Linked DNA regions of Sus scrofa: region 1 is linked to region 2. The links are chromatin contacts, called in public Hi-C maps. All regions are on one chromosome and are shown on one strand. Each heading gives the region's core, a stretch centred on a gene start, on an enhancer-like site or on the middle of the called end of the contact. The rest is flanking DNA. Distances are from core to core; before and after follow the strand shown. Region 1 holds the start of ZNF703 (zinc finger protein 703). Region 2 holds the start of ERLIN2 (ER lipid raft associated 2).

What was found. A called contact is a pair of places that touch in the nucleus more often than the background predicts.
Region 1: a contact with region 2 is called in a Hi-C map of skeletal muscle, with 2.7 times the contacts expected there. The contact joins the promoter of ZNF703 here to the promoter of ERLIN2 in region 2. A contact is called at or near these places in 1 of 5 promoter capture datasets (liver), 9 of 47 Hi-C or Micro-C datasets (brain, embryonic fibroblasts, fibroblasts and 3 more) and 2 of 2 datasets of contacts at active chromatin or transcription factors (alveolar macrophages and skeletal muscle).

What each region holds. Positions count from the first base shown.
Region 1 is chr15:48,695,296-48,697,995 of Sscrofa11.1, reverse strand. ZNF703 (zinc finger protein 703) reads left to right here and starts at 1,357. Exons shown (of 2, transcript XM_003133370.5): 1 at 1,357-1,817. The coding sequence starts at 1,575. It overlaps LOC110256999 (a long non-coding RNA gene), which reads right to left and starts at 1,223. Exons shown (of 2, transcript XR_002339108.1): 1 at 1,092-1,223; 2 at 1-304.
Region 2 is chr15:48,660,350-48,663,049 of Sscrofa11.1, reverse strand. ERLIN2 (ER lipid raft associated 2) reads left to right here and starts at 1,444. Exons shown (of 11, transcript NM_001143706.1): 1 at 1,444-1,908. The coding sequence starts at 1,802.

The sequences.
Region 1 (2,700 bases), core at 108-2,607, 35 kb before region 2:
ATGTGATCGCAGGGCGTTGATCAACGAGCAGCAGAGTCAGGGACGGGTAGTCCTGGAGCAATATGCCCCGAGTGACAGGCCTGACAATCGGAGTGATGGATTCGAGCTGGGAAAGTGGTACTCCAAGCGAGGCAGTGACACCAGCGCGCCTCCACTGGTCGCTGAGAGCACGGCGAAGTGGTCTCCCCGGAGGCCAGAGCACAAAGACCCAGGTTCACCTTCTGATCCGCAGGCAGGGAACCTTAATGATGTCGAGATTAGGTCTATGTAAAATCTCTGCCCGGTGCGAGGCTGGCAATGCAAACTTTATTAGAAAGGCACCAGGGGAAGGAGGTGGAGTAGAGGAGAATACTGTTATTTTTAATACAAAGTTTTTAACTCCGAAATTTCCCTGGGAAATTTACCCCCTCCCCAGCCCCGAGAGAAGAAAACATGTGGGGGACGCATCTCTAGAGTTTGTATCCGGGTGCAGCACTTAGATTCCCCCAACCCCCAAATAGCAGCAAGGCTCTGTGCCGTGAGAGAATTTTATGCCTCTAAGCAGGACATTGTAAGAAACCTGAAAACACACTCAAAAACATCGAACCTATAAATCTGTGCGCCGGCGGCGCGCACAACCTAGGGAACAGCGCCTTATCGCAATCATTTCACCCCCTAAGGGAGTCCTCAAACTTGCAGGCTTCGGACAGGACTGGCTCAAAGTTATTGGAGCGCTTTACCCCGCATCCCGAGAACCGCTGCTGCCTCCGGGTCTCGAGCGCTTCCAAATGAGCCCACCCGGGAGAAGCCAATTAGGGGAAGAGAGCTGGACCGGAGCGGAGCCGGAGCTGAGCCTGAGCAGAGCCTGAGCAGGGCCGCAGCAGAGCTGGGTTCCCGAGGCACGGCCCGCCCCCAGGCCGCCTCGGGGAGAGGCTTGGACCTGACTGTAAGAGAGCCAACGCCGGGAGCTCCTACCCCACCCCCACCCCAGTCCACCCCACCCCAAACACACACGGCCTGAGGGTGACTGCCCCCGCCAGCACCAACTCCCCGCGGTGCGAAGGGAGAGAGAACAGAGCGATAGGGAAGCTAGCGAAAGACAGGGCGCAGACCTTGGGGTCACGGAGAAGTCCCCTGCTCTCCGGGACCCCAGGGTAGGGGTGGCCCAGTTGGGGGGAGGGGAGGAGTGCGGAGAGTGGTAAAGGCCGAGGCGGGAGAGGCGCGCGCAGGCGAGGCCCCTTTAAGGCTCTCCCCGCCCACCGGCGGCGCCGGCCTCCGCCCGCCGCTCTCCCCGCCCCGGGGTCCCGGCGAGAGCTGCGATTGGGCGGCCGCGGCGATCCCTTTGAAGTGTGGCTGCCGATCGCGGCTATTTGACGTGCGGCTCGCGGAAGGCGAAGGTTTTTGTGTTGCTCGCCGGGAATAGCGGCGGCGGCGGCGGCTGCAGCGGCGGCGGTGGCGTCGGTGGAGGAGGGGTGGAGGCGCAGCGGCTGCTGCACCGCGCTTGGCGCTGCGGAGCGAGCCCACCCGCCGCGGGAGCTCGCCTCCCCGGTGCTCCCCCTCCCTCCCCGCCCCCCCAGTGGCGCTGCCTCCTCCAAATGAGCGATTCGCCCGCTGGATCTAACCCAAGGACACCCGAAAGCAGCGGCAGCGGTAGCGGCGGAGGCGGGAAGAGGCCGGCGGTGCCGGCGGCGGTGTCTCTCTTGCCCCCGGCGGACCCCCTGCGCCAGGCAAACCGGCTCCCCATCAGGGTCCTGAAGATGCTGAGCGCGCACACCGGCCACCTCCTGCATCCGGAGTACCTGCAGCCGCTGTCCTCCACTCCCGTCAGCCCCATTGAGGTCAGTCGACTGGTCGCTGCCAGTCCAGCGCCGGCCCCATTCCGCCCACCACTGCCGGGCCCACGGCCCTGCTCCCTGCGCCCTGGGGCTCGGTGCGACGCTCAGGTCCGGCCACACTGGCGGACGGTGTGAGAAGGGACGGAGAACAGAGGGATCAGAGCCCACACGGTTCTCCCTGGGCTTTTCCGGAAAGGTTCCCCTTCCACACTCGCCTTTCGGAGCTACATGTTTTCTCCCGGATTGGGTTTGCTCTTGGAGTCTCCACTGGGTCTTTTACTTTTCCTCGCCACCCAGTTTCCAGGCCGGAGAAGATCTCTCCTGGGCCTCTCCCGCCCACCTCTCTCTACCCGGGTTTGTTCTCTTTGAAGCCGGATCGGCCCGGTCCTGCTCCGCCTCTGTCCCATCCGGTTAGAGCGCACTACGCCCCGGCACTCCCGATCCCAGGTCTTTCTTCCTCCCACTTCCCTGGGTGCCCTCCCCGGGAGGGAGGGGCTACCAAGAGAGCGCCAACGGCAGCCCTAGCTTCAGAACGCGCTTTTCCCGGCTTCTACCCCGCGGCGCCACCGCCTGAAACCCGTCCTAAGCGAAGTTACCCAAACTGAAGCAATAAGTTTTTCCCTGGGCATAGACTAGGGGGAGATTCGAGGGCAGGGGGCGAGTTACAGGCCCTCCCTCAGCCCTGACTCCAGAGAAGTCACCTTTGGTAGACTACTTCCACTGCTCTTTTCCCGGGACCGGTGGCGCACTCCGGGGACACCGAGAGCGAGGGATCTCACCGGCCGGCAGGGTTAGCGCAGTTCCGCCCAGCAGCCCCGCCCTCGCTCTCCAGACCCTGTCCCCAAGGTCTTCTCGCCTCGTCCGCCGCCTCGTCGGCTCCCCTCGC
Region 2 (2,700 bases), core at 195-2,694:
ATAAAGGGCAATTCAAAGTAGTGTCTGTTGATTAGCGACGTAATGGTGCTTATCTGCACTTTTGAAAAAGGGGAGCAGAGAATTAGGAAGGTTGTAAAGGATAACCTGCTCTGAAAAAATAGGAACAGGTTTGGCCTAATCTGGAAGGGAATCCAGAGCAAACTCCAAAGTCAAAGCCTGGGAAAGTGACACCTCGTTCTCAGCTCCCGCAGCCACTGGTGCTGCCCCTGGGGTCACTCTCCAGGTGCCCGCACCACCCCCACCCCAGAAATTCCTGACGGTCGTCTTGACCGCCGGGACCGAGTCACGGGCGCCCTCTGGCGGCAATCCTCGGACAACGACCTCTCGAAGCGCGGGGGCGGGGCTGGCGAACTAGGGAGAGAAGGGGTGTGGTCTTCTCGCGTGAACTAATGGCGTCATCGAAGCGACGGGCCCGGAAGGAAGTAGCGCGCTGAGGGGTGTGGCGGCTTCTGCGGTTGCACTGGGGTTCGGACGAGTACGGAGCGCCTGGAGGGACAGCCTGGTACGCGGCCCCCGCCTCTTAGTGCGCGCGCTGGGCCTCCTTGCGGCTCGCGGCCGGAGCTGATCATCGTTTTCCCAGGCCCTCGCACAGCATCCTCTCTCCCTTGGGAGCGAGAAAGCAACCCCTTTCTGTCCCCTCCATTTCCCGCGAGCCCCTAGGCGGGACGGAGCGGAGGCTCTCGGAGCCTCCAGCCCCGACCCAGGGCTCTTGGGACTTGCGACCCTCTCTCCAAAAAGGGCAGGGAAGGAGCGCGAGGTGGGGCGGGGGTGACTTCGGGGGAGGGAAGGGCTTTTGTAGAAAGGACGCAGCTGCAGATCGGTAGCTGGAGGCCACACGGTAAAATAAGCGCCTCGCAGACGTCTGCGCCCGAGTTAAGTTAGACCCAGGAGGCAGAGTCCACGCCCTGCGCGGGTGGGCCCCGGCACCCCGATTGGGAACCTCGCTGTCAGTTACCCTAGTTTTTGCAGATCGTTCAGTGTTCAGGAAATGAGTCCCTGGATGCCAGCTCTTTCGCGTCCTGGTGTCTGAATGCAGTTGGACGCCGGAGCCCAGAGTCTCCCCAGCCTGAAGAACCCGCTTTCTGCTCTCACCATGAGCTTGCGGAACCTGCCAGGTGCAAAGCACCGGTCAAGCATATGGGAGGGAGTGTGGCTTCAGTCTTGCTCAGAGCCCTGCATTGTTTAGGGCCAAAGGAATAACTGGGAAAGTGAATGAAAGGCCAGAGAATCCCGCCATGGAACTCCGCTCGTATGCTGTCTCTGTCGCTCCAGCATCTGAAAGGAGTAAATAATGGTTTCCTTTGAAATGGCAGGCAATTAGGACTGGGAGTCTCTGACCAGAATTACACAGCCACAACTGCCTGTCATTTGACATGCTCTGTAATTTGGGCCAACGTACTGCAGCTGCTTCTCTTCCTCTTTTACTAGTATGAGTGGCTCCGGTGACAGCCCCTTCGTGTTCACAGGAAGAGAAGGCTGTGTTCTGAACGCTGACCAACTTGCACTGGTTTTCCCTTGGGCCAGGGCTGTTTCTGGAGTCACTGCCTCTTCCAGGAGGTGGGGAATATCATTCCACAGTTAAGGAATGGATGGGAGTGTCGACTGAGAGCAGGGATGAGGAGAGGTGTAGATCTAGCCTCTGTTCATACTACTATGGGCTGGATGGGAACCACTTTCAAGCGCCCAGCCTGGAGAGGTGCTCTCAGGGTCAGAGCTTTTCTCCCTCAAGTCGGACGGCACACGTTTTCCCGTTCTTTTTCCCCAGGATAAACTTTCACTGATGGCTCAGTTGGGAGCAGTTGTGGCTGTGGCTGCCAGTTTCTTTTGTGCATCTCTCTTCTCAGCCGTGCACAAGATAGAAGAGGGGCATATTGGGGTGTATTACAGGTAAGGCAGCAGCAGGCGCAATTTCCTGTTAAATGACTCTTCCCAAGTCAATGTTTAACAGATTCTGCTATCTCTGTTTGTATTTTGTTGAATAGGGGAGGATTTTAGAATGAGCTTTTGTGTCAGTGGCCATGGGGAGGGAAGTAACACACACACAAATACATACATGAAAGTAAAACTTAGTGGTCTAAGTTGATGCCATGGATGGTGATTGATAAACATTTATAGAGACTTAGAGATAAAACCTAAAGGCAAGCAGGTTCCTTGAAGATCATCTGAAACAGTGTTTGCTCCTACTTCTCTCTAGGCATCTTGGTGCCACAAGCTTACCTCTAATGAGGACCAGTTCTTGATGTAATTTAGACCTATTCTTGAAAATTGACATTTCAGGAAAAATGAAAGAGACTGCAGGTTGATTCACATCCATCAAGGCAAACTCTAGGTTCTTACAGTAACCCATTATGGTCACTTTATTTCATTACTCTTTTAAAAAAAAATGTATCTTTATTGGAGTTTCCATTGTGGCTTACTGGGTTAAGGACCCAACATAGTCTCCAGGAGGGTATGTGTTCGATCCCTGGCCTCACTCAGTGGATTAAGTATCCTATGTTGCCATAAGCTGTGGTGTAGGTCACAGATATGGCTTAGATCCAGCATTGCTGTGGCTGTGACATAGGCCATCAGCTACAGCTCTGATTGGAACCCCAGTCCAAGAACTTCCATAGGCTGCAGGTGCAGCAATAAAAAGGAAAAAAATACATCTTTGCCTTAATAAAGAGGCATTTATAAATC